Regions from separate parts of the Zea mays genome. Here all the other regions are linked to region 4. The links are chromatin contacts, called in public Hi-C and HiChIP or PLAC-seq maps. All regions are on one chromosome and are shown on one strand. The core of a region is the stretch at or near the end of the contact, and the rest is flanking DNA. Distances in the headings are between cores, read along the strand shown.

Region 1 (5,573 bases), core at 72-2,571, 170 kb before region 4:
AAAGTAGCCTCGGAGATCGCGCTCCCCGGAATAAATTTTTAAATTATGATGGGCGTCCGGTCCGATCGTCCGTGACGTCCCGTCCCTCACTCTCCCTGTGGCGGCCAAAAGAGGCCTACACTAGCTACTCGCCTCACCCTCCTGTAGCTAATGCGGCGTACTGTTGGTTCACTGCACGACCTGCTTCCCTTTTGTGTTTGTCCTGCTGTGCAACGATCCAGATCTGGAGAATGCCCGCAGCTACTTTTTACTGTTCAAGATTTCAGATCCCAGGTTTTCAAAACGCAGCAGCAGTAGAGCCGAGTGCATTGCTATACTTAGGGAGGAAGATCTGGAGATTCCGAAGACGCGTGACGGAGGCAAGTGAAACGAACGCACGCCAGAACATCAAAACGCAAACGCAGGCAGAGGATAACTAACAACACGCGGCCGAAGACCTTAAAAAAATAAAAGTTCAGCGGCGGTGCGGGCAGAAGGTGACGACGTAGGAGGCGCCGGCGGAGCAGGTGAGGATGGACGTCGGGTCGTCGTAGGCGTAGGAGTAAGCCTTGGGGCACGCCGACTTGAAGAGGCGGGAGTAGGCCGTGGGCTTGCACTGCTGGGGGCTCCCGAACTGCCCCGTGCAGCAGTACTGCGGCGCGCCGTAGGCGGCGCAGGCGCTGCGGCACCCCACCACGCGGCCCTCGCCGCGGACGGCGAGCCCCGCGGGGCACACGCGGTTCAGGTCGCTCACGCACCCGGCCGCCGCGCACCGGGCGCCCGACCCGTGCACCGGCGTCATCGCGATGGGGATGTTGTACCCGTCCACAAGGCTCACGTCGTAGAAGTCCTGGGACGACGCGGTGCCCAGGGTGATCTCCGCCAGCGTGGCCGGCGGCGCGCCCCCGGCGCCGCCGCAGTAGAGCGCGCCGCCGCAGTCGCCCGTGGCGCACCGCCCGCGCCCCGCCGCGTCGAACGAGCACCCCTGCCGCCCCCACACGCGCCCCGACCACCCCGCGGGGAGCCGCACCGACGCCGACCGCCCCGGCGCCAGCTGCAGCCCGCCGCGCGCCAGCACCTCCTTCCCGGCGCTCGGCTGGATGCCCGGCCACACCGTCTCCCCGCACCGGTTGTACAGCACCAGCGTCGACGCCGACGCGCCGCACACGGACGCCGCCACCACCAGCAGCGCCGTTGCCACGGCGCGCAGTGCCATTGTTGCCATGGCTGGGCGTCACTACCTCACGCGGAGAAGGAGAGTGATCTCTATAGCTCTAGCTCTAGCTCGCTTGGAGTGTGGAGTGTCGTGAGAGCGTTGTGGGGCTCGTGCGCGCGTATTTAATGAGTGGGAGAGAGTGACTGTGGGGTGTCAAAAGGTTGGTGGCCTCTGTACTGTGGGGTCAACACTCCACACCACACTTGCTCGCTCGCGGAACAGAAAACATGTTTGGCGGCATCAAACATGCGTCGCTAATGAGTCAAATACGGGAAAGTGACAGGTCAAAACTCCAAAAATCACTGGCTCTTTCATATGGTCCCTCAATTCCAAACTACAATAGTACAATACAATACTTGTAAAAAAACTACAATACATTTGATTTTTCTAGTCATGTAGCCAATAACATCATGTTTGTCATGTTCTCTAATTCTTTCTTTCTTTTCTGGCTGTGTACATCTTGTAGATGCAAGGCCGGGAGATGATTTTAATCAGACTTTTAAATACAATGAAAATCTTCCTTATCAGAAAATAGAAACGGAAAACGCATTTTGCTATACATTTAATAAATGTACAATATGTGCGGATGCATACATAGTTTGAAAGAGGGTACTATGTGGGAAGGAACATGTGGAGAAACAATAAAAGAATTGTTGAGGTATGCTTCGTAGCCGAAGATCCTAAAGAAATAGAACACCTTCGGCAGATCCTATCAGAAGCAGCGCCGAAGCTATCACCTATAAAGCTTCGGCACGGTGACAGATCTCAAGACGAAGGGGTGGACCGACTTAAAGATGAAATGACTTAAAAGACCCGCAATGTTTTGTGTCATTATTATAGTCGATTGTAAGGGGTATAAATGTAATTTTACACAGGCTGCGCCCTGTGCTTATAAATAGATGAATAGTACCCATGTACTGTTCACGCAATCCTGTAGCTGCCGACACATTACGCTGGAATTATTGTTTTCTGCTAAGACGAAGGTATAAATGTACTTGAATACTGTATTTTAATATTTAAAGTTCACATAATAAAATGTGCGAATAGAGCTATCTATTTTTAATATATCTTTCTATAATGTTTCATGTTTCATATTGTTTTATAAGTCTGATCACGAAGGTGTGACCTTCGTGATATTTTACTCATGACCTTCGTCCGAAGCTCATTAAATCCTTGGGGAGATAATGCTTCAGCGGATGAAGAGCATTAATACTTAACATTTTTGTGTTGCCTTGTTCTTAATTCATAGCATTTGAGAACAAGTCCCCAACATTGGCGTCCACCTCCGGTGAACTCACTTCCACTTTTTTGAGCTGATGGCTTCGTTCAACAATCAAAATGGAGCTGCTTCGGCTCCGAAGCTGATACTCCCGATAACAGGCGGTTCATGCTCAGAGCCAGCCAACAAGAAGTAGAAGAAGGAGGCACAGAGAAGGGTACATCATGTCGGGGTGCAAGGACCTTTCATCAAGTCAAGATGGTCCCACATCCCAATTACCTTCTCCCAAGAGGACCTTCAGCTCAAGGATTACCCTCACAATGATGCTATGGTTATTTCTTGTGTCATCAAAGGATTTCTGGTCCACAATGTTCTGGTTGATACAGGCAGTGCAGCGGATATTATATTTGCTAAGGCCTACAGACAGATGCAAGAGCCAGAGGATAAGATTCATGATGCTACACACCCTCTTTGTGGTTTCGGAGGAAGGCAGATTGTAGCGCTTGGCAAGATCACAATGCCAGTGACCTTCGGATTTGTGAACAATACAAGGACTGAGGAAGTTGTGTTCGATATTGTCGACATGGAGTACCCCTACAATGCAATCATTAGTCGTGGGACACTCAATGCTTTTGAAGCAATTCTTCACCCAGCATATCTTTGCATGAAGATACCTTCGGATCAAGGGCCTATTGCTATTCATGGAAGTCAGGAAGCTGCCAGAAAGGCCGAAGGAAACTGGACAGATTCAAAAGCAATCCATAACATAGATGAGGCCGAAGCTTGTGAGCAATACAAATACAGAAGGGAGAAGGCTGCTTCGGCTGATCAGCCAAAGCCCATGCTTTTATGTGAAGATATAGCAGAGCAGAAGGTGCTGCTAGGATCTCAATTGTCTGAGGAGCAGGAGAAAACCCTGATAAGGTTCCTGTTCAATAACAAAGATGTCTTCGCATGGTTAGCTAATGATCTCTGTGGTGTCAACAGGGATGTTATTGAACACTCGCTCAATGTTGATCCATCCTTCAGACCCAGAAAGAAGAGGCTTCAGAAAATGTCTGATGACAAAGCCGAAGGTGCTCGGAATGAAGTGAAAAGACTTCTTAGCGCTGGAGTCATCAGAGAAGTAAAATATCCAGAATGGCTAGCTAACACTGTTATGGTGAAGAAGGCCAATGGTAAATGGAGAATGTGCATTGATTTTACTGATCTCAACAAGGCTTGTCCGAAGGATGAATTTCCATTACCAAGGATAGATTCTCTAGTAGATGCAGCAGCTTCGTTAGAGCTCATGAGTCTATTAGATTGTTATTCAGGCTATTATCAAATCTGGATGAAGAAGGAAGATGAGCCAAAAACCAGCTTCATCACCCCCAGTGGTTGTCACACCCGGTTTTAGAAGGCAAACCGAATGCGAACCATGTACGTGCCAGGATCAGCAATTCACGTACACAGCAGTTACATAACATGGACATCATCACACAGTGCTCAAATAGTATTAAAAGGGAAATAATAGTCGATTACATCATACGTCTGAGACGCCCACATAGTCCTTACAATAAATCAAAGTGCGGAAAAGAAACGTAGATAAACGCGGCCTTCACAAGCAGCCGACTGGGGGTTGCCGCTAACCCACGCCTAGAACTCGTCGTAGTCTTGGAACTCCTGGAAGTCTCCTTCCACGGCTTCATCTTCTCCTGAGCAGTGGTTGCAATGCTGACAACCTAGGGATGGGGGGTTTGGTGTGTAGAGCAAGGGTGAGTACACATCAACATACTCAGCAAGTATCCTGTTTGGCTGTAGTGGACTAGCTTTATGTGGGGATAAGTCAAGCAGTTGCTTTTAGTTGGTCAGATTATTATTTACTAATAGGAAGCCAGGTTTTAGCATTAACCCAAGTTATTAGCCCGATGTACCCTTTCCAAACGGAAAGAATACCACTTACCAGCACCATAGCCATAACTAAAACCATCAGTCTCGTTGCCACCTGTAAACCAAAATGTCTCTGATCAAGTACCACTAATCACTGGAGCTCCCTTGGCCGCTCATAACCGCGAGCACGGCTGATATATCAGTTTTCAAACACTCTGCAGAGGTTGTGCACTTTACCCACAAGCCGTGATTCCCTTTCTGCCCGGAGAGAGCTACTCCCCATTGACCACTGCCTAGGTGGTCCAGCAGGGCATCACTACGTAGCCTTTACAAAGATTCCTCGGGGTTGTAGCCGCCCGTTAGGTTTCCTAAATGCATCGCACTCCTCCCCAAGGGGGCGAACCCAAGCTTGGCAGAGCGAGCCGCATACACCGAGCCCCATTGACGGCACGACGGCTAAGCGAACTACACCCCGGATCCTCTAATTATTCAGCTAAGGGCACCCCATTCCACCCTCATGGTTGCACTGTTTTCCCGGGCGGTCATCCAAAGAACAGGTCCTTACAGAGAGGCACTCGAGAAACCGCTCGAGCCCCCTTGAAGACCACAAGTATAACATCATAATACGAGAGGGGAAAACAGCGTATCGTAGATAATCTCATCATGTTCATTGATTAGAGTTAAGCAATAGCATAAAGCTAAACAATAATAATCCAACCCAAATAGGTAAACAAGGACATGGATAACAAAAGCTAGTCAATCCTTAAGTATAAATGTGTAATGCGGGAGGTGAATTAAAGAATGAATAGGACAGAGATAGGTCAAAGGACACTTGCCTCCACCAACCGACTGCTGCTCAGGGGCTTCTCCTACGAGTTCTTCGGGCTCCTCGACCGAATCATTCTCTATGCGAGCGCAAACGTACATACATCCACATATTTAATACAAAAGAGCAGTACACCATACAATAGAATGTAGTAAGTAAACAGACTTTCCACGCGGGTTCGCACTTAAGGCTAGGAGAGAAAGAGAAAGAGACAGTCGAGAAACGATCACGTTACAAGATTGTAAATCAAACTACTCGCTTAATGGAAAGGAATTAATTTGGATGTTACGTTTGGCATAAAGTAAAGTCAAGTTCCACATTTAATCATTAAACAATTGAAGATGAGTGAAAGGGAGTGGCCGCACGTCGAGACGTACGACACGACATTTAGATTGCATTAACAAGTAAACGACTCGCTGCGCGACAAAGCGCCCAATGAGACGCTTGCACTAATTATAAAT
Region 2 (5,242 bases), core at 2,130-4,629, 240 kb before region 4:
GGTGTAGTGGTAGCTACGAGCGCATTTACTTGAGAGGTTCAAATCCCATTGGGGTCATATTTGTGTTTTTTTAATTTAATTTTAGCTAGGCGTGGGATGCACGTGGGAATGGGAATGGCAAAATACGGAATGGCAGCCAGGAATGGGAATGAGCTTTGCGGGAGGGAGGAATGGGAATGGCAGAACACGGAATGGCAGCCGGGAATGAGAATAGACTTTGCGGGGAGGAGGTATTTATGCAATTCGTTACACTGCGTAAAAAATCTGGCATGTTGTTCACTGGTGGACGTATCTCCGAGTGGAGCGTAAAAACCTTAAGTTTTGAGCATAAAATCCCTCAATTATAAGCGTAAATACTGAGTCAATGTGAGAGTTTGATAGCTCTAGTAGGTTGTTATTACGATCCTATTTTTATGATACGAAAAACATGGCAGTCGCATACATGCGGTTTCTATTTTTATACAGATCCAAAAATTATGGCAAAATCGTGGGAGTTTCCATTGCATGCGCGCAAATTACAAACAGCATAAATTAAGGAATTGCCTTTTAAATGTGCATGCAAAAAATATGCATGCAGTAAACTGATATATGAACTCTGTGTCCAAGCATAAAATCGTACAGTTTTTAGCGTGAATAATACATGTGATAGGCATAAAACACAATAATCGAAAAGAAAACACGAATCGAAGGAGGTAGTGGTCGGAGGACGTCGTCGATGACACAAGCACAAATGTAGGTCGTCACTTGGGCCGCCCAAACTGCGCCGGATCGAAGGATGTCACGTGCGATCATCGTTGCGCGCATCTCGCGCCTTCCGTGACGCCGCTTGCTCGAACCTCGCGCCTCATGCGTCACCATCGCTACTCGCACGTCGACGGGCGCCGCTTGCTCGCCGGCCTTGGAAGTGTCGCCTCCTCTGGGCCTCGGAGACGCCGCCGCTTGCCGGCACAAGGGCCCCGCTGTCGCTCGCCCTCTAGATCGGGGAGCCACCGCCACCGACCTGGGAACCACCGCCACTACTCCGGATCGAGGAACCTCCGCTACCGCGCGTCAAGGTCATGGAGCTGCGGCCACCGGCTAGGGGTCCATCGCCGTGCATGCTCTGGGGCAACTGCCGTCGCCGCACGCGGCGTCGCTAATGAATCGGGATGGAGCGTAAAAAACTGAACCCTAGCACTCCGGGTCATGTTTTATAGACGTCCGGACCTAGTTTGGCTCGATCAGATTGCACCGTCCGACCTATGCTTTCTCTAGTTATTGAAAGCCCGGAGCTCTTAATATATAAACTATATATATATATATATATATATATATATATATATATATATATATATATATATATATATATATATATATATATATATATATATATATATATATATATATATATATATATATATATATATATATTAGCCGCCCTTGCATTATTCGGTTATTCATGTTCGACATGGATAGATGGGATTAAAAAAATTGTGAATTTTTTGACTTGCTATGAATTCAAGCACACTTAATCGGGTCTAATCCGTATGGATTGTGATCGAAACGAACATCCCTTAAAGTACTAGAATCCATAGGGAGCACAACTTTCTGATACTCTGTACCCAACATACAGTCCGCGCGCACTTGATCCTAAAGAGACCAATCCATTTGTCTTCAATGAAATTTTTCATAGTTGTTGGATCGATTGGATAGCAGGTGGTTGGGGCACTTCCAGGTCTCATGCTGAAGTGAATGGGAAAAATAGTTAGTAACACGTTGTACAGTTTCGACAGCAAGAAGCATGAACCCCAAACCTTTTCAATTAACATTTTTCCTGATTAATGGATACCTTTTGAGCATTAAGACTGTCCGCCGTGAATCGTGTAAAGTAGCCGTAGGGGATTTGTACCGTAGATGGTACTATTTGTGAAGTGAAATTTAAAATAGTAGATGATGTAATGGGGTAGTTGTTAGCTAGAGACAGACCAAAAGAGCACTTAGCATTATATCCTTTTAAGTGTTCCCACACCAGCAACGCTAATAAGCGTATCCTGTTTCTCTTTGTGAATGCACGTCTTGTGAATGTCCACCATAGCAGCCAGCGTTGTGCTCATGCACATCGTGTAAGCATCCACGAAAAGCATTGTGCTGATGAGTGCTTCACACATCTTACCTTTGAGTGCTAACATTTTAGAGGACCCGTCAGATGAAATAATGTCACCAAAAGCAAGCCTTAGATTATCTAGTCCCGTAGAAATCTGTCCAGGAAACTTATGATATTCTACCACAAAACCAAGCACTTGTCTAAGGGGATGTATGGACCTTCTTGTATATAAAATTATAAGGGAGAATTGTTGAACGAACCCAGCTCATCCTTGATAAGTGACTTTTAGCTAAGATTGGCTGCCACCGAACACCAAATCTATGGCTTGTTCATTTGTACACATTTACAAAAAAATGAAATGAGCCATTTGGTGGGAGGCCGAATACAATCTTTCATGAGATTTAATGAGGGCGTCCAGATCAATATATGCATGACCCGTAGCTGATTCCGCAACCAGAATTATAATCGCGGCTAAACAGGGCATCTTTCTTTGTCCATCGAAGTGAAACCAAAAAAAAAAAAGGACATAGCTTTCAACCTCTGTTTGCTGGTAATAAAGAGAAAGGTAAGCAAGTGCATAATTCTTTTTTTTTTCATGCCAGAGTGCTCAGTATTTCAGTACAAAACCTTGTTCTACTGAAGAAACGCAACAAGGACTGGCAGGATATTGGTAAAAACCAAAAAAAAATTTGCTGAGTATTAAGGCCCGCTGATCAGTTTTAAAGGCAACTCGCCCTTGGAATAATAAAATAAGCAGTTTTCTCAACTTGCTTCTTAAAAAAACGATCCGTACTTAGTCCCCGTTTGGTTAGAGAGACTAATCTTTAGTCCCTAGTTTTTAGTACTGTTTAGTCTGTATTTTACCAAACGGAAGGACTAAAGTAGGAACTAATTGGCTTTAGTCTTTAGTCCCTCACATGGGTACTAAAAAGGGACTAAAGGGCAACATTTACTCTAATTACCCTTTCTAGAAAAGGGTGTCAAACAAAAAAAGGACATTTTAGTTTTTATGTGCTGTATTTAATGTATTTAGAGTCTGTTTAGTCCCTACAACCAAACATGATACAGATTAAAATTTAGTCCCTAGAATAAACTTTAGTCTTAGGACTAATAGAAACAAACGGGCCTTTACTGACCTCTGCAAAGTTGTGCATAATTAGTAATCCACGGAAGGAAAAGATGCTGGCCACCCTGCTCGCTCGCTCGCTCGTCGGCCGGTTTGGCCGCTCTCTTCTCTATTGACGGCGCAGTGTAAAATATGATCCCCTTCTCTCTCGTGCACTGCGTACCTGCTGGCGTGTGGTGTGGGGTGGTGTGTCAGGATCAGAGGGGAGTCACAGACACAGCTCAAGCGCCCCCGCCTGCCTGCCGCCGCCTGGCCGCGGCCAGCCTATCCACCCAGTCAACCCATGGCCACGGAGCACCCGCCGGCCGGATTCTCTGTCGTCCGTCCACGGAGGTGCGAGAGAGACGCCGGACAAGTACGCGCATGACTGCCGACGGCGACGGCGGCGGCCGTGATCAGCTCCAGTGCCGACCAATTAATACTAGTAAATAGTGGCCGCCGACCCGTCGCTACCATTGGCGCGCGCGCGCAGCTATCTAAGCGGCGGTTGGGGATGCCCTTTTCAGAGTTCCTTTCTTTATTTATTTATTATTTATTTATCTATAAACATATCATCCATTCATCCGCATTCCATTTCGCCGCGTGGTGAATGTGCTCCTTGTGGTGCGGCGACGGATCGAGAGGCGACTTCCCGAACCGGTCCGGACGGCGCCGCCGTCCTTCCGGATCCCGTCGTGTCGTCGTCAACCTTGCTGTGGCGCGCCGCGCACGCACCCACCGATGGAGAGGAGGAAGAGGATAACGGGTGGCATGGGTGGCGAACCCATCGACTCACCCAGCGATGCAAACGCTCGGGAGCACGCCAAACTGCCGAGTTGGATCGGAGTAACTGTTGAATAATTAGACAAATTCTAGATTAAATTTCGAATAGAAATCATGACAAAATGAGAAGTACTAAAATAAAAAGTTAAATCAGATGATGCGAACTGATTAGACATAATAATAAATGGCGCGCGCCGGAATCAGTAGGGTTGTCACACCCGAATTTTTTGCATTTTAACCCTTCATCGAAAACAATATCACGTTTGGACCCTAAAAAATTTTAATGTCATTTTTGGACCCTTTGCTCGGCGCCATAACCTATGGCGCCGAGGTAACACAGCTCGGCGCCATAGGCTATGGCGCCGAGGTACGTGCTGCGTTGGCACAACCCGAACTCCGTGGCGCCGATGTGGTACCGAGCTCGGCGCCAAGATCTATGGCGCCGAGCTTGGTTATATAATCATAAAGTCTGTCTAGCTCAGTTGGTATAGTGTAGGACTCTTAACCTTATGGTCATAGGTTCAAGTCCCATGATTTGGCGTTCAATACTTTTTATTTTGTCACTGATTTGTTTTTTTTTTGTCCACATTATTGTTCCTAGGACTAGATGATGAAACGTGCGCTGATTTATATTGGAAACTAGACATTTTAAAAATCTGTGCCAGCATAGTTACTATTTTGACGAAATTCAAATGTGTGTTATATATAAACTTTCTAGTTCAAAAAGAAGAAACGTTAAATAAATCACATCACCGACACTTCTGATAGACTTGAAGGAATTAAGATCCAAGCTTTGAAACTGTAATTCTATTGGTGGCTAGTGTCGTTCAACCTTTGCACGATGGTTAAGTGGAAAAAAACGCACGATGGCCTATTTGGAATGCAGGATTATTATATAAATCAATACATGAATTTTGTAGTCTCACCAATTTGATTTTATACAAAAGCACATGAAGAAAAAAAACTATTCCCATATTCCTGTGTTAGGATTAGGACTCGACATATAGGCCTTTTATTTTTTACCTTTTCGAATATTGAAAACCAACTCCAAGAAAAATATTTTGTTCACTCAAAATCTTTCAAGCCACGTTGCTAACGAATCCACATAAATATTCGGTTACCCCACATATAGAAATTATTAGGTGCCAATCCCATCTAGAAAAGAGAAAAAGCTGTATGAGAGTAATAATTTCCAGATGCATGTGTACTGATCCTAACACAGGAATATGACAATAGTTTTTTTCTTCACGTGCTTTTGTATAAAATCAAAC
Region 3 (5,188 bases), core at 1,815-4,314, 170 kb after region 4:
GGTTGTTCAGAGCCATCGTATAGCCTTCGTCTTCAATATTTTTCTACGCCCTAAGGGCATTACTAAGAATCAAGCTCTGGAAGAGGAGGGAAAAATTGAGTATACCAAATGAAATACCACATTTTCAAATTCAAAGTTAACTTTTATACCTTTATGCTATTATATGCTAGGATGTCAGCAAGTTCATCCTTCGATAAAATCGAAAGGTCGTCTTCCAGCTTCGGGAATCCGATGCTTTTACCTATCTCCCGACAAACGGATATTTCTTTGTTATCCGGGAGACAATACAAAAAATCTTCTTCATCACTACCATTAAACACTAACGCCCCCTTTGGATATTTCAATTTTTGGGCGTAGTGTCGTGCTTCTAGCATTTCTTCTTGGGATAGTTCTTTTCCCGAAGCATGACGAATAATGTAGTCAATGTTTTTGTTCGAAGCTTCGGGAGCAGGAGCTTCGACCTTTTTAGGTGCAGTCTGTCCTGTCATCTCTTCCTCACATACGATAGGCTTCATCGCGGCGGGCGTTGAAGGCCCAGCTTCGGTTTTAGCCTGAGTTTTTGTAGCTTCGACTTCTGCCTGCTTAGCATCAGTTTCGGGTTGCGCTTTGGCAGCTTTGGCAACTTTCCTTGTAGGAGCAGGACTCAAGGCTTTTGTCGTTTCTAGCACAACATCTAGCACATTCGCCATCCTTCTCCTCTTGGGAGTTGCAGCAGAAGCCTTTTGTACCTTCGGCAGTGTTGCCTCTGTCGGAAGGCTCAAAATGTTTGGAAATTGTATTATTTTTTCAGCCTTTGATTCTTCAACCTTATCTGCCTTATTTTTTACTGGTTCGGCTATGGACATCTTCGGCATCATGGTCGCCTCTTCAGTGCTCTGCATAATTGGAGCAATTTCTTTTGCTTTGGCAGCTGAAGAAATACCTTCGCCAAATTCCGGTATCACGGCTGGTTCAATATAACGTGGCCGGTGAGTTAGAACCTTCATCTTCTTGCCCTTCGGCTCAGTTGTAATGGCCCAAGCAGCAACCTTTCCCGGTAGCAATAGTCAGGGTATATGAAGCCAATAGCATCAAATACCATGTTCGATCTTTTCTTACTCCGACCCTCGAAAGCTACGGACAAGGCATTGTCCTCGTTCTTGGAGTATGCCCCAAGTAGCTAGTCACTAGTAGCTTCAATGCATTTTAGCCAGTCATCATTTGGCTCATCAAACTTATCTTCAAACCTGAAGGTATACTTCAATCGGACTAAATTACCCTCATCGGAGCCAGAGATGGTCTCCTTCGGCATTTCCCAGCTTTCCACAAGCGGCCATACTCTGAAGGCTATATGTTCTTGAATCAAATCTCTTGTACCAATGAAGGAGCAAACGGTGCTAAAAGCCTTCTGACACGCTTCAACAGCGTCATCAATTTCCACCTTCGGCCTTCAGAGGCCGAAGCGGGACCAAATGGGGCGCATGATGATTTCTTTCATGTCCTCCCTTGCCTTTAAATCATTCTTCACATAAAACCATTCTTCCATCCAGGCTCCGGACCATCTCTTCCGAAATGTTGGCACAGGGTGGCTTGCTTTGGGGTGAGCGATAAAACCATAGCAACCGAAGTTGTTGTGGTACTGTTCTTTACCAATAGCCTTCGTCTCATATAAAAGTTCGTGCATATTGCAGAAGCACTTCGCGCTTGGCTCTAGCCCTTGACTCCTTACTGCCCAGACAAAAAACACATCCTCATTATAGCTTCGGGGGTGATCTGATGGAGGAAGATCTGGTAGATTTTCAGCACTTCAACTACAAATTTGCTCAAAGGGAACCGAAGCCCAGCCTTGAAGAAGCTTCGGTAAATAACAACTTCGTTTTCCTCAGGGGCAGGGACGTTGTTGTCTCCGCTAGCCCTCACAATAGACATATCCCGAAAGTACCTTCCTCTCATGTTCTCAAGATGACTCTGTTTAATGGTCGATTTTCCAAAGACAGCATGGCTTGGCCGCCAGGACCGATCTTCAGAATCTTCATCCCCACTTTCCACGTCATAGCTATCGATGTCACCAGTATCTTCAGATAAACCTTCCAGTATCTCTTTAGTAACCTTCTTTGTGTTTGTTTTTGCCATCGACTCAATGAATCCAGCAATATAAGGATCTGCGGCCTTCTTCTCCTCGAACAGCTTCGTCTCTTCAGTCAGCTTCGTCTCCTCAATCATTTTTTCTCTAGACATGGTGAAAACACGTCTTTGAGCTGAAGCTCAAAAAGATTGAAAATCTAGCGAGAGCTAGTGAGCAAGAACTAAAAAGTTCGAGAAAATATTGCAAACGACAGAGATGGCATGTAAAATACAGCAGGTGTGAGTTCATATTTATACGCTTAGCACGCTGTAGCTTGAAGGGCCCCATCTGTCATTGATTGTTGCTATTCTAGCAAAGGGAAGGTGTTTTTTCGGACCTTCGGCTTAAAGTCTTCATTCATGTCGCAGTCTGAATTCGTTATTATAACAAATTAATACTGTGAGGGGCTACTGTTGGGGGGCCTTCGTCTTCCGAAGGTCCTCAAAAACATGACTAACAATGTTTCCCAAAGCATAACATATGTGCAGGAATCTTCGGACATGGGATGAAGTTGTACATAATATGGAAAGCAGGGCCAGAACAAAGGTTCAACCAGTGCCGAAGTTGTGCGCAAGGAAGCTTCGACTCAATAGCAGAAAAAGGAACCGACTTGAGGAGGAAAAGACTATTTAGTCCTCGATAGATTGTTCTTAAGTTAATACTAAATATGAAGGGCATGAATGTAATTTTACACAGGCTGCGTCCTGTGCCTATAAATAGATGAACAGTACCCATGTACTGTTCACACTGACTTATACTCGCTCGTGCGTCACGCTTGTATTTTTACCTTCTATCAAGCCGAAGGTAAAAATGTAATTCAATATTATTCTTATTTATCAAGGATTCTATACTACTTATTAAGGCTCTAAGGGTAGCCTGCCTTTTCTGGTTCTGTCATCCGTGAATCTGGACCGTTCGCTTCATCCAGAGCGATCCGACCGTGCTCCGCCCCCGCCCCCTCCCCCGTCGCAGCCGTCCCTGCCTTTGGCAACCACCCCGCCGCCACCCATCGCCGTGCAGGCACCACCCCGCTCAGCCTTCGGTGGCGTCGCCCACGAGGCTGATCCACCGCCAACAGCCCGCCACTGCCACCACCCGCCTCCGCGCCGTCTCGCCGTCTCCGTCTCCGCCGACCTTCTTCGTGGACGTGTCGGCAGATGTATGCCGCCTTCTTCCGGCACGAACTCGTCCAGCCCATAGCCGTTGTAGGTCACCTCCCTGCTGACCTCAAGAGTGGGGTCCAGCTTGCCGACCAGGGCCAGCAGGAGCGTCGTCTTGCCGGACGACGGTGGGCCGAGAAGCAGCGTCATCCTGGACGGGCGCACGACGCCGGAGCCGTCCTTGAGGATGTGGAGCGTCTTCCTCTTGCCGAGCTTGACCCCGACGCGTCCCAGCAACGATTCGGCCACGTCCAGCGAGACGTTCGCCAGCGTGGGCAGAGCGCGGGTGCCGACGTGGCACTCCGCCTGCACGTTGACGCCCCGGAACCTCACCTCCACCGTGGGGATCTGGATGTTGGCGCGGTCGATGCGCGGGCGGAGCTTCCTGAGGAAGCGCTCGTTGTCCTCATCGGTGACCCGTAACACGCGCTCCACAAAAGCCTGGCGCTGCGCGAGCCCCATCGCGCGCACGTCCACCTCCTCGTGCGTGTGCCGGCGCCTCCGGCCGCGGTCGCTGGCGTTGCCGCCGTCGGAAGCGTCCGCCGGCCGCACGAGGCCCGTGCGCAGGCGCTCGAAGGACGGTAGTCGCTCCATCATGACCCACTGCAGCGCCTCCTCATTGTCCACCTCATCGGCGCCGCTGAGGCACCGCGACGACGCGCCCGAGAAGTATGGGGGTGGCGTCGGGGCTCGCCATGCCGTGCAGGCCTCAGCTCAGCGTCTACATGCTTGTTGCGCCACCTCCGGGCCTCCGGGGTGGCCGTGCTCCCGGGCCTGACGGAGCTGGAGCTGGCGCCCGCGAGGCCGAGATGGGGTTCGCGTTCCCGCCCAACCTCCGCGACGTCCTCGCCGCGGGCCTGTCGTCGAGGCTCGGGTTCCCGGACGGGCTGCGGTCCGCCTTCGACTTGCCCATCACGGCGGCGTCGCTGCAGATCGCGCAGGGCGCGCTATGGCCGCGCTGCTGGGGCGCGCGCCCCGCGACCCAGATCCGCGCGCTGCGGCTCCCTCTCCCACGCATCGTGATCGCCCCCGAGGCGGAGACCCCTGCTTTGACGGCGCTAAGGCCCTCCTGCTCATCCTTGCCACCACCTAGACATCACGCCTAAGCACCTCGGTAGCCGCCACACGTGCCTCGCCCTGCCACGGCGCTGCAGCCAGAGCCAGGCGCTCCTGCACAGAATTTAGGGGATGGAGGCCACTGGTGCAAGTGCCACTCACCACCACCAAGATGGACGCTGAGGACATGGAGGATGTACAAGCCCCCACGGCCGTCCAGGTTGTCAAACCAGTTGATTCCTTCAGTAGTAAGGGACGTTGAAGACACCCAGATCATACTAGCGACAGAAAAAATAATTACGAATGAAGCAAGGTTCTTGTGTCAATTCTCTTGAAGCAAGGTTCTTATGTCAATTCTCTATGTACCTTAGCAGCATTACAAACTAACAACTCATAACAATGTTTGTGTTATGAAATATGGAAGTGAGCTTACTGTACAAATTGTGCAGCGGTGAACTCTGGTGCCAATTCGTACATTTGCTATGGATGTGCTTCAATTGCTAACAATATTTGTTATTTCAGTAAACCAGAAATACTTCAAGATGTGCCCAAGGAAACAAAAAAGGTATAAAATAAGCTGTGAAAGGATTGTGTTATTACATTCCTTGAATACAGGCATTGGCAAGTTAGATCTTACATGTAAATAATACCAAAACTATTGATTCTGAATGGACATATTGTTTTTATTACCCATGGTAGCTTCTTGGCTGATTTATTATTTACAAAGGATCATCATGTGTTGATCTCACTACTAAAGATAATCGAGATTCTCATGCAAAAGCTTCGTATTGTATACCTTGGCTTCTTTATCAAGGAAGGTGTCGTCAATGCAGTTGAGGCGCTTCTTAATCAAGAGGACTATTCAAAA
Region 4 (5,921 bases), core at 696-3,195:
AGTAGATCTGTTTCCTCGTGGTTGTTTGCTCCTCCATATTGGAGGAGATTTTTCCACGTAAATCTTTGTGTCTATTTTATTTCCTAACAAGTGATATAGGAGCTAGGGTTAGACACATTATTTTTATCCACATTGTGGCCGCCGCCGCCGCTGGGTTTTAAGGTTTCTCGTGTCAATCGTATTATCTTGAAGGGCAACCGTTTGAAAAATCTCTATTACTTGCAATGTTCAATAGTTGATGGTGAAGCTGTTTCTATTGCGTTCTAGAAGAGGGGTTATTTTGATGATACGAAGCCATGCTCGAGTTCCAAGTCTAATGATTCCTTAGACTTGGTTGATATTCAAATTTAGCATCCTAGTGGTGTTTGTGAAATGGTTCTATAGATTTAGAGTCAAGGGGAGATTTGTTGGAATATGCCTCTTATTCCTTTTATATATTTGGAATATGCTTTCCTGTACGCCTATAAATATAGGCCCTCCCTGTAACTTGTACTATGCGGTTGATAGTTGATCTATTTTCTCGTGGTTGTTTGCTCCTCTATATTGAAGGAGATTTTTTCACGTAAATCTTTGTGTCTATTTTATTTCCCTGACAATAGGTTTTTCTTCTAGATCCTCATCAGGGATAGACTCGATATAAGAAACCTTCTATGAAGGAAAAAAACAAGGCTCTTGATTACTATATCTGCGTTTTATGCAATTCAGGTTCTGAGGGGGCTAGTTTCCACCTCTCATTTAAATGTTCTTTGAGTCAATCTTGCTGGAACACAATTTCCATCAGTCGGAACCTGAGTCTGCAACCTTTAGACACACGATCACTGAGGCTAGAACAAGTTTTGACAGTCCCATTTTCAGAGAGATTTTCATCGCTCCTTGTTGGATCATCTGGACTACAAGAAATGAAGTTCTTTTGCTTTTTTTGAAAATAACCACATTAACCTAAATACTTGAAAAGCTCAATTCAAAGAGGAACTCTGTTTGATGTGTATCAAAGGCAAGGAAAGCCGATCGACAAGGTCCCCTCATTCTTTAGAGAGAGAGCTATAGTTAGGCCTTCTCGTTTGTTTCTTTTTGGGCCAGAAAGCCTTGTCTCCTTTGTAGCTTTACATTTGTATATAGTTCTTTTGTTAATGAAAACATAAAATTTAGGCAGGGAGCTCCTGTGCCGACTTGCTAAAAAAACTATGTCACTTAGGTTTACATTAAAAAAAAATGCATTTTTGAATACCTAAACTCGTTAAACGGTGCACTATAGGTTCATACTAACTGACCCCAGCCTTCTGATTCCCTCTTATTGTCATGCTGACCCAAGTCTGATTGACGCAGTTGATCCCTTCCCCTCAATGTTCCTCATCTGCGTGTCGCTGTGCCGCGCTGCCATTGATCGAGACCTTATCATCCGTATGGCACAAGAGCTAATGTAGCAGTACCCATGACACCTTATCACTTACACTTAAGGATATAGAAATCTATTTTTAAAGTTTGTAAACCTAATTAACATACACTTACAAAGTCGACGGTCTTAACTCTACACTAGAGTAATATACAGTAGGTAGTCCATGTGTGCTGGATCATAAGCTAGATTTGAGTAAATGCTTTATACTGATAGTATTATTGACAACACAAGAGCAACATATCACTGATTTAGATAAACTTCAGTTACTCCACTAAACACAGTATGTCATGTTCATGTCATGGTCTGAGTGTCTGACCATGGGTGGTCCCCTACAAAACAAAACAAAAGCGGCCAGCACGACCACAGGAGGGGCCAGCGAGGAGTGGCACCTGGGCGTGCCACGCGTGCACTCGGCATCTCCATAGCCCCAAGTCACCAATGGGAGGAGACTCCTTATCCGATGCTCTTATCCTGCGTTCTGTGGCCTCTGCTCAGCTGCTCGTAGATGGCGACAAACTCACCCGCCCTCACAAAGCGCCCTTCACGACACGCACCCACCCACCAGACAGACAGAGGAGAGGAGAAAGGGCAAAAGGCAACACCGCCCGCGACGACCACGATGGCAGCCTCGCTCCAAGTCCAAGCCGCGGCCACCTTGATGCAACCGGCCAAGATCGGCGGCCGGGCGCCGTCCGCCTCGCTGCCGTCGTCCCGCCCGTCGTCGCAACTCGCCAGGGCGTTCGGCGTCGACGCCGGCGCCGCCAGGATCACGTGCTCCCTCCAGTCCGACGTCAGGGACGTCGCCAGCAAGTGCGTCGACGCCGCCAAGCTCGCCGGCTTCGCGCTCGCCACCTCGGCGCTCCTCGTCTCGGTAAGTATAAGATAAGCGTGCATTATCAGCAAGCTTACGCTTACCTGTGCCTGCTCCTCAACAACGTCGATCGAAGCTGATGACACGTGTGTGCGCAGGGCGCGAGCGCGGAGGGCACGCCCAAGAGGCTGACCTACGACGAGATCCAGAGCAAGACGTACCTGGAGGTGAAGGGCACGGGCACGGCGAACCAGTGCCCGACCATCGACGGCGGCGTGGACTCGTTCCCGTTCAAGCCCGGCAAGTACCAGATGAAGAAGCTGTGCCTGGAGCCGACGTCCTTCACCGTCAAGGCGGAGGGCATCGCCAAGAACGCGCCGCCCGAGTTCCAGAAGACCAAGCTCATGACCCGCCTCACCTACACGCTGGACGAGATCGAGGGCCCGCTCGAGGTCGCCTCCGACGGCACCCTCAAGTTCGAGGAGAAGGACGGCATCGACTACGCCGCCGTCACCGTGCAGCTCCCGGGCGGCGAGCGCGTGCCCTTCCTCTTCACCGTCAAGCAGCTCGTCGCCACCGGCAAGCCGGACAGCTTCGGCGGGCCCTTCCTCGTGCCCAGCTACCGCGGCTCCTCCTTCCTCGACCCCAAGGGCCGCGGCGGCTCCACCGGATACGACAACGCCGTCGCGCTCCCCGCCGGAGGCAGAGGCGACGAGGAGGAGCTCCAGAAGGAGAACATCAAGAACGCCGCCTCGTCCACGGGCAACATCACGCTGAGCGTCACCAAGAGCAACCCGGACACCGGCGAGGTCATTGGCGTATTCGAGAGCGTGCAGCCGTCGGACACCGACCTCGGGGCTAAGGCGCCCAAGGATGTCAAGATCCAGGGGGTCTGGTACGCGCAGCTCGAGTGATTCGTTTTAACTGTTAGAGGCGTCGGACCGTCATGGAGAACTTTTGAGAGAGGAGGAGGAATCGTGTATGTAACTATTAATGCAAATTCGGGCTGTTGGTTTTTAATTTCAGTTTGGGTTTCTTCTTTCTTTCTTGTGTACTCCAGTGGACTCCCGTGTGCAAACACGAAGAGTGGCTGTTTGACACCAGAGATTAATTGTTACTTCCTCCGTCTCAGATTATAATATATTTTGATCTTTTTAGATACACTTTTACTATATACTTAAACAGAAGTATATATTCAGATGCACATAAATATGGTAATGGATCACGATCTAAATATTTCTTCGTAATAAGTTAGACCCTTAATTAATTTAAGTTCAAAAGTAAATAGGAATAAAGCTCGATCCTAATCTGATTCAGTTCTTAAATTTTATAGTGTAAAATTTAGGGATCTAATTTAGTTCTTAAATTTTATAGAGTAAAATTTAGAGCTTGTTGTCATTCTAGATGAACACCATTTTATTATTTAAAATGGAGAAAAATATGTAGTTATATAAAAAATAGTCAGAAAAAGCTAGCTAAGCTCACACTAACATACTAGCTGAGCACAAGAGCTAAATAATCCATTGCTATAAACATACGAACCTGTTAGCCAAGCATCTAAATACTTAGAGATATATGGAAGAGATATATGGAAGAGAAAATAGGGCAAGTTTGATGACAAAGGAATTGAAGAGATCTATGGAAAAGAAAATCCCTTGCTATCCCTTCCAATTCTCTGTCACCATACAAGCCTATATAGGTTGATTATTAGCTATCTAACTGTCGGCGTTTCGAGACCGGGGGGTTCCTAAGCCGAAGAGTGAGTGTGCCGCGTGCCCCAGCCCAGATGGGTCGAGCGCGTGGGCGAGCGCGAAGGGGGGAAAGCGAGGTGGCCGGAGACGGGCGTGAGAGAGGTGGAAATCCCGCGGCCTTCGTGTTCGTCCCGCGCCCAGGTCGGGTGCGCTTCCAGTAGGGGGTTACAAGCGTCCACGCGGGTGAGGGAAGCGAGCGGCCCCAAGAGAGCGTCTGTCCCGTCCTCGTTCCCGCGCGGCCAACCTTCTCTAAGAAGGCCCTGGCCCTTCCTTTTATAGTCGTAAGGAGAGGATCCAGGTGTACAATGGGGGTGTAGCAGAGTGCTACGTGTCTAGCGGAGGGAGAGCTAGCGCCCTAAGTACATGCCAATGTGGCAGCCGGAGAGATCTTGGCACCCTGCTGGCGTGATGTCGTGGCTGTCGGAGGAGCAACGGAGCTTGGCGGAGGGACAGCTGTCGGAGCGGTCGAGTCCTCGCTGACGTCCCCCTACTTCCGTAAGGGAGCTGAGAGCCGCCGTCGTCACAGGGCACGCGGGGCGCCATCATTGCCTATCTGGCGGAGCTAGCCAGATGGGACACCGGTCTTGTTCTCTGCGGCCCGAGTCGGCTCGGGGTAGGGTGATGATGGCGCTCCCTGTTGACGTGGCGGGCCCGCGCCCGAGGCCGGGCGACGTTGGGGCTCCTCCGAAGCTGGGGTCGAGTCTGTCTTCCGTTGCCGAGGCCGAGCCCAAGCCCCTGGGTCGGGCGAGGCGGAGGTCGTTCGGCAGAGGCCAGGGCGGAGTCCGAGCCCTGGGGTCGGGCGAAGCGTAGTTCGTCGTCTTCTGGGGCTGAGCCCGAGTCCGAGCCCTGGGTCGGACGGAGCGGAGTTCGCCGTCTTCCGGGTCTTAGCCCGAGTCCGAGCCCTGGGTCGGGCGGAGCGGAGTTCGCCGTCTTCCGGGTCTGAGCCCGAGTCCGAGCCCTGGGTCGGACGGAGCGGAGTTCGCCGTCTTCCGGGTCTTAGCCCGAGTCCGAGCCCTGGGTCGGGCGGAGCGGAGTTTCCCATGGCGCCTTTGGCAGGGCCTGACTGCCTGTCAGTCTCACTCTGTCAAGTGGCACTGCAGTCGGAGTGGCGCAGGCGGCGCTGTCCTTCTGTCAGACCGGTCAGTGGTGCGGCGAAGTGACGGCGGTCACTTCGGCTCTGCCGGGGGGCGCGTGTCAGGATAAAGGTGTCAGGCCACCTTTGCGTTAAATGCTCCTGCGACTCGGTCGGTCGGTGCGGCGATTTAGTCAGGGTTGCTTCTTAGCGAAGGCAAGGCCTCGGGCGAGCCGGAGATGTGTCCGCCGTTAAAGGGGGGCCTCGGGCGAGACGGAAGTCCCTCGGGGTCGGCTGCCCTTGTCCGAGGCTAGGCTCGGACGAGGCGTGATCGAGTCGCTCGTATGGACTGATCCCTGACTTAATCGCACCCATCAGGCCTCTGCAGCTTTATGCTGATGGGGGTTACCAGCTGATAATTAGGCGTCTTGAGGGTACCCCTAATTATGGTCCCCGACAGTAGCCCCCGAGCCTCCAAGGGAGTGTTAGCACTCGCTTGGAGGCTTTCGTCGCACTTTTTTGCAAGGGGACCAGCCTTTCTCGGTTGCATTTTGTTCCGGTGGGTGCGCGCGAGCGCACCCGCCGGGTGTAGCCCCCGAGGCCTCGGAGGAGTGGTTTCACTCCTTCGAGGTCTTAATGCCTTGCGTAATGCTTCGGCTGGTCTGGTTGTTCCCTCATGCGAACTGGCCGTAGCCCGGGTGCACGGTCGGGGCCCAAGCTCTCGGGCTGGTATGTTGACGCTGTCAACGGTTCGGCTGGAGCCGGGTTTGCGAGAGCAGCCCCCGAGCCTCCGCACAGGGCGAGAGGGCGATCAGGGACATACTCGGCTTTTTTTCATACGCCCCTACGTCGCCTTTCCGCAAGGAGGAGGGGGGGGAGTGCGCCATGTTA
Region 5 (5,992 bases), core at 1,610-4,109, 200 kb before region 4:
AGAAGGACGGGACGGCGCTCGCGCAAGGCCGCTCGCTCCCACTCCCGCGTGGACGCTTGTATCCCCCTACTGCAAGCGCACCCGACTCAGGCGCGGGGCTAACACGAAGGCCGCGGGATCCACTCTCTCACGCCTGCCTCTCTCCGGCTGCTTCCTTTCCCCCCTTCGCGTTCCGCCTTGCGTCGACCCATCTGGGCTAGGGCACACGGCGACAATTCACTCGTCGGTCCAGGGACCCCCCGGGTTTCGAAACACCGACAGAGTTGTAGGATCTACACCTTTTGTCCAAAATCTAGAATCGAAAGAGTGAAAAGAAAATTCACATTTGAGATTGGATGAGTAGATCCACCATGGAAAGAGAAGACTCCTATGGCCGACGCCGGAGTCGGCGTGTCGATGTCAGCGGCGCTTCCTCTCACTGGCTGCGTAAGAATATATCGGATCGGGGTGCGTATGGATGAGGAGGCATTGATAAACAATGGTTCACGTGGTGTTGGCCTCGATCGTCCCCTTTTATTATACGCGGGGTGCGAGGACCACAATCAAAAGATTATTGTGCTAGGCTCGGTCTTCTAACCGAGTCAGATCAATCTATATTCTCCACCTTAATCTTATGCTTTTTTGTATTCCTTACTTATTTGTTTAGCTTATAATCCCTACTCTTTAATAGATACATACATCAAGACTAAGGCATCACAACAACCATTTGCATGCTACTGAACCTCAATAACTACAGTGCATCTTTCTATCTCAAAGCAAAGAACTCATTCTCGAGTGTGGTGTTTGTATCAATAACCTCTTAATCTAAAATCACATGTGCTCCATTGAACCTATGTCGGCTATGCGTTTTCTGAACACGCTAGTGAAAAGACCTTTTTTAGTGAGCGGATCCTATAGCATTCACTATGTCTTTATATGCTCAACTTTAATTGTTTGATCCTGAATTTTCTCCTTTATAATATAATACTTTATATCAATGTATTTGACAGCATCACTTGACTTGGTATCATAAAAGAAATACTACCGATTCGTTATTGCAATATAACTTAAGTGGTCTTGTTATATTGTCTACCACTTATAAACAACGTACAAACTTCTGAAGCCTCGTAGCCTAACTCGTTGCCTCATAACATGTCACACACTAAACAAACATTATCGCTAATACAATGATAGTTTGTTTTGAGCTTTCCCACGATATATCTTCTGCTACGAGTGTGAATATATAACATAACATGTACTTTCTATCTTTTTCAGATCTTGCATAATCTGAGCCTGAGTAACATGTACTCGATTTCATATGTGTTAACATGACGTCTTTTATTCGCTTCACACAAATATAACGGATAAAAAACAATAGAAAGTTTCTCAAGCCCCATCGGTAATTTAAGCTAAGACCTTAATAAGTATGTAGTAGAAGGGGATGTTTGGTTTATAGAGACATAGGTGTAGTTCAAAAAAAGGTGAAAAGAGACATAGGATAGTTGACAAACTTATAACAACCTTTAATTACTTGTGCATAGTAAATTCATCTATAAAAATATTACTAGTATCTATTTGACACAGGATTCCAGAGAAAAAGCATGAGTTGGATGCATTTATCAAGACAAATAATTATCAAGACAAATAAACGGTGTTGGCAAATTTATGGCAGGAAACACTAAGTATCAGAAAACTTGGCTTGCCTGTATATGTTTTACCGCCAGAAAGAAAGAACGCAGACGATTATGTTATTAACAATGAATCTCTTAAGGGTGTGTTCGTTTGTTTGTTCTGGAATTATAACCTAGAACCAATCTAACCAGAAATGTTTACCTAATTTGTATAAGCGTTGATCACGTGGAATCATTCCTAGCCTCAATCCTGAACAAACGAACGCACTCTAAAACTAGTTTGGAAACCTAAATTTTTTCATAGGATTTTCATTTTTCAGAAAAAAATTAGTTTATTTTATTTTGAAAAAAAATAAAAATTGCTTGAAAAAAAATCAAGTTTTCTAAACTACCCCTTAAAAACTATTTCGGGTTTGTTCGGTTCTACTTCAATCCATATGAATTGAGAGGGATTGAGAGAATTTTAATCTTTATTAAATTAAAAATCTTTCTGATTCATATTAATTCCCTCCAATCGATGTGCATCCAAAATAACCGAATAAACCCACCGTCGCGAGACATTCGTGGCCTCCACACCGCACCGCACTGTACTTGAGAATTGAGTATTCATCAGGCTTGAATGCTGAAAAGCCGTCAGTGCACGCCGAGCTGTGCTGCGCCTGCCTGCGCCACCGCCTACATCATCCGCTTGCCTCACCTAGTCACCTGTGACCCGAGCTTTCAAAAAAAAAAAAACACGTCACCTGCCTCCGTCATTCGCAGCAGTTGCAGGCTTACGGCCGCTCAGAGCAACAAATCCAGACCGTCCGTGGCCTGCTGCACCTGGCGCTGTGCTTTTCTTTTGCCGAGACGAACATTTCTTTTTGGATATTATTAGAAAAAAACGCTACCATGATTATTGATTAGTGTTACTGGATTAGTATCACTGGAATTCTGACAGCTCCCACAAGAAAAAAAAGGCCTGAGTTGAGCTGAGTACCAAGTACCCTACTACAAGATTACTACACGACAGCAGAATGCCACTGGATGAATGCTGACGGTTGGTCGCAACATGGGACGCTACACAAATCTATCAGGGAGGGGCGTCACAGGCGTTACCACTAGGCGTCGCCCACTGATGCGTCACTGTCAGCGCGGGCCCGTCCCGGCGCTAATAATGCCAGTAGGGTCGAGTGGTTTACAATGATTCCGCCACGAGCCGAATTGAATCGGAAAGGTGACACTGGCAGCCGCAGACAGGGAGAGCCCCCACCTAGACGACGCGCGGAAAAAAAATCAGCCACTGCCGTCGCCCGGCCTGGCCGCGCAATTTAATCCCCGCCATTCCTCCACCTCCCTCCATTTTGCCGCCGCTGCCGCTCCAGCACCAGCCTGCTCCGGCGCAGCACCTCAGCCCAGGCGCCCATCGCTTCGCCAGTCTCATACGGCCATGGACCGCGGCGGCCACGCGGCGCTGCTGCTGCTGCTGCTGGCGCTGGCGGTGATCCCCGTGACGGGCGCCGCCGGCGCGGCGTTCCTGGAGGAGGACGCGATCCTGGGCGCCGTGGAGCGCGCGATGATGCGCGGCGGCGGGGGGAAGGGCGCCGCGACCGCGAACGCGAGCGGGAGGCACCAGCACCGGCGCCAGCGCTACGGCGTGGGGGCGCCGTGGAGGGAGGAGATCGCGGGGCTGGCGGGGCGGCCCGAGCTGGCGGCGTGGCTGCGCTCGGTGCGGCGCCGGATCCACGAGCGCCCCGAGCTGGCGTACGAGGAGGTGGAGACCAGCCGCCTGGTCCGCGACGAGCTGGGCGCGCTGGGCGTCGGGTTCCGCCACCCCGTCGCGCGCACCGGCGTCGTCGCCACGCTCGGCACCGGCCGCCCGCCCGTCGTCGCGCTCCGGGCCGACATGGACGCGCTGCCCATCCAGGTACGTGCGCGTGCGTGCGTGCGTGTCAGCGTGTGCCGGCATGGACGTACGTACGTTCGTGATGCTCACCACCCCCATGCGCGTAGCAACCCTTCAACGAACTAGTATTCTCGATCTCTCTTCGTCTGATTCGAACCCGTTTTTCGAAATCTGAGACGGGCGAGAAGAAGAGACGTCATTCGGAGGCGCGGCAAAACAATTATTTCCTTGACGATTCAAATGGTCCCCCACGCGAGCCACGAAATCCCTGCACAATTCAGCTCATGCGGTTGCTATAACACACAGACACACCGGCCGCCCTCTGTGCGTTGGATGAGATGAGATGGCGCACACCATGGTTTTTGGTTTATTAATATGTTTGGTTTAAGGAAAAGGAAAGAGGTAGTCCGTCGTCTTTTTTACTCTCACTTTCTTGTTTGGTTTGTGAAATTAAATGTGTTGATCCATCGTTATTTCATTTCTCGTAGATTAATAATTATTAATAATACGAGGAATACATTCATTCCACCAATTTGCTTTTGAAATAAACTCATGATGTACCACCTTATCTATAATGGATTAGTTTTTTTTCAAGCCAAACACCTCCTAAATACTCCTATATTCAGAACAAACTTGCACTGTGCTAATGTACCACGATACTTAGGTTAGCAACGCACCATGATTACTTTTATTAAGTTGCATTCACCAACCAATTTAACCTAAAAAACTTAAGGTGATGGGAGCTGAATAATTCATTTATATTATATTTTAACAATCCTGCTCACGTCGAGTCTCTTTTAGATATTTGGCGTAGAATATAGGAGCGAACAATAATTATTATTTTTCTAGTATTTATACTATATTAAGTTGCATGCACCAACCAATTTAACTAAAGCTTAAACTAATAGGATGATATGGACAATTCACTTATATTATATTCTAGCAACTTTCTCGCCCATTTATGAAACGGAGTACTATTATTTGGTTTATTACTAAAAAGAAGAAAAGGGTGTGTAGGGATTTGCAGAGTACTCAGCAGGGCTGGGTGCTCCAACGTGCAACGCAAAACTGCTGGTCCTTTCGCTTCGGCTTGGGGTCGGGTAGTTGCGGGCGCCGCGTCGGCCACCACCTGGAGGAGGAGGACAGACAGACAGCGCACGGGTGCCTCATGCATGCTTCCCTTCTTGAGAGAGAGGAAAAAAACGTGATCGTCCTTTGTTCTAGCCCCACCACCTACACAACACTACACTTGCCCTGGTCCTGTGGTCCTCGCGACGACGATGCAACGGGGATGGAAACACACGACGTGATGGCAGACGGCTGGCTGTTGTTGAGTTCGTCAGGACCAGCAGCTGTGGTCACCGAATCTCGAGGGACCATTCACGGCCACCGCACCCACCCATCTCAGACAGACGCAGAGAGAGAGAGAGGGGGAGAGCAGCGGCCAGCGGGGTAAACCAAAAAAAAGGAGGGCTTTCTGGTTCCTTGCCCGAAATGGCATGAGCCGTTGGTAAACCCGGGGGCGAGCACGCCGATTTCGCCCGGGGGGAGAAGATCCGCCTGAGTGCCCAGAACGGGCACTTCTTCCACGCCCAAAAAGCTCGAGGACGATGCAATGCTGACTGTGTGTGGCTGTGGCTGCAGGAGGCCGTGGAGTGGGAGCACAGGAGCCGGGTCCCCGGGAAGATGCACGCGTGCGGCCACGACGCGCATGTGGCCATGCTGCTCGGCGCCGCCAGCATCCTCAAGGCTCGCGAGCACCAACTCAAGGTACGTATAATATCACTCCGGCGGCCTGCCTACGACGCCATCCGCTGCCCCCCGTCTTTTCGGTTTCAGGCCCGCTCTCTGTTGTCCTATTCACTACTGCTATAATAAAATCAGTTTAAAAATACTCAGCCACCTAGCTTACAAAAAAAGCTACTCCGAACAAATATAGTTTTTTTTCTGTTGTTGCGAAATTTCAAATAGATATAGCTGGTTCTCTCTAACCATGACAAGTTTTTTTTTAAAAAAAGTTTGTTCATCCAAACGGGCATTATCAGTCTCCGAAGCTGCAACTGCAAACACACCACACTACTGCCTGCCTCCATGATCCCGCAAATGATACCATCTCATCGCAGCGCTGTTCCTTAGCTTCTTTGGAGTGGAGTACTGGGGACGTGATCTGGATTTAAGTCGCTAGATTTCGCTTTTTTGGGGGAAAACATGTGCGCAAAAAAAAAAACCCAGAGAGGCGGACTCACCACCCAGGCAAACATAGGCTGCGTGGCCTGGGCTGCCTTGCCACTGAAAGGAGCACACAAGTCTAAATATTTGAGTCCAGTTGATAATCTCGTATATGTAGTTGTTAGCAGTTGATAATTTCGTCTAGACTGTCTTTAATTTCTGGGTCCGTCGCGGCGTAAAACGATAGCTAAAGATGAGCAAGCAAGTGCGACAAAGTGCGAAAACGATGTGCCATGGCATGCCGCCACCACCACCACGCGGAGGGTGG

What was found. A called contact is a pair of places that touch in the nucleus more often than the background predicts. HiChIP or PLAC-seq counts read pairs in DNA pulled down with a chosen protein or histone mark.
Region 1: a contact with region 4 is called in a Hi-C map of endosperm, with 4 times the contacts expected there. The contact joins the promoter of LOC100281263 here to the promoter of LOC100191684 in region 4. A contact is called at or near these places in 12 of 25 Hi-C or Micro-C datasets (bundle sheath, ear, endosperm and 5 more).
Region 2: a contact with region 4 is called in a Hi-C map of bundle sheath, with 2.3 times the contacts expected there. The contact joins the enhancer-like site here to the promoter of LOC100191684 in region 4. A contact is called at or near these places in 3 of 25 Hi-C or Micro-C datasets (bundle sheath, ear and tassel).
Region 3: a contact with region 4 is called in a Hi-C map of ear, with 2.7 times the contacts expected there. The contact joins the promoter of LOC100383783 here to the promoter of LOC100191684 in region 4. A contact is called at or near these places in 7 of 25 Hi-C or Micro-C datasets (bundle sheath, ear, endosperm and 2 more).
Region 5: an H3K4me3 HiChIP or PLAC-seq map of leaf shows a contact between it and region 4, with 3 times the contacts expected there. The contact joins the promoter of LOC100191730 here to the promoter of LOC100191684 in region 4. A contact is called at or near these places in 11 of 25 Hi-C or Micro-C datasets (bundle sheath, ear, leaf and 3 more) and 1 of 3 datasets of contacts at active chromatin or transcription factors (leaf).

Annotation. Positions count from the first base shown.
Region 1 is chr5:53,394,529-53,400,101 of Zm-B73-REFERENCE-NAM-5.0, forward strand. LOC100281263 reads right to left here and starts at 1,322. Exons shown (of 1, transcript NM_001154182.2): 1 at 225-1,322. The coding sequence starts at 1,204. The coding sequence ends at 455.
Region 2 is chr5:53,320,147-53,325,388 of Zm-B73-REFERENCE-NAM-5.0, forward strand. No RefSeq gene overlaps it. Among protein-coding and RNA genes, the nearest start is that of LOC100191730, 45 kb to the right of the region's middle. Within about 2 kb of position 3,380, at least 14 of the 20 cell types and tissues checked have an H3K27ac peak or open chromatin away from gene starts, as enhancers often do. A contact at or near this core is called in bundle sheath and ear, where this site is marked.
Region 3 is chr5:53,731,989-53,737,176 of Zm-B73-REFERENCE-NAM-5.0, forward strand. LOC100383783 reads left to right here and starts at 3,065. Exons shown (of 1, transcript NM_001176418.1): 1 at 3,065-4,756. The coding sequence starts at 3,452. The coding sequence ends at 4,042.
Region 4 is chr5:53,563,833-53,569,753 of Zm-B73-REFERENCE-NAM-5.0, forward strand. It overlaps LOC100191684, which reads left to right and starts at 1,946. Exons shown (of 2, transcript NM_001137113.1): 1 at 1,946-2,267; 2 at 2,366-3,438. The coding sequence starts at 2,016. The coding sequence ends at 3,121.
Region 5 is chr5:53,365,303-53,371,294 of Zm-B73-REFERENCE-NAM-5.0, forward strand. It overlaps LOC100191730 (IAA-amino acid hydrolase ILR1-like 6), which reads left to right and starts at 2,860. Exons shown (of 3, transcript NM_001399189.1): 1 at 2,860-3,516; 2 at 5,140-5,265. The coding sequence starts at 3,040.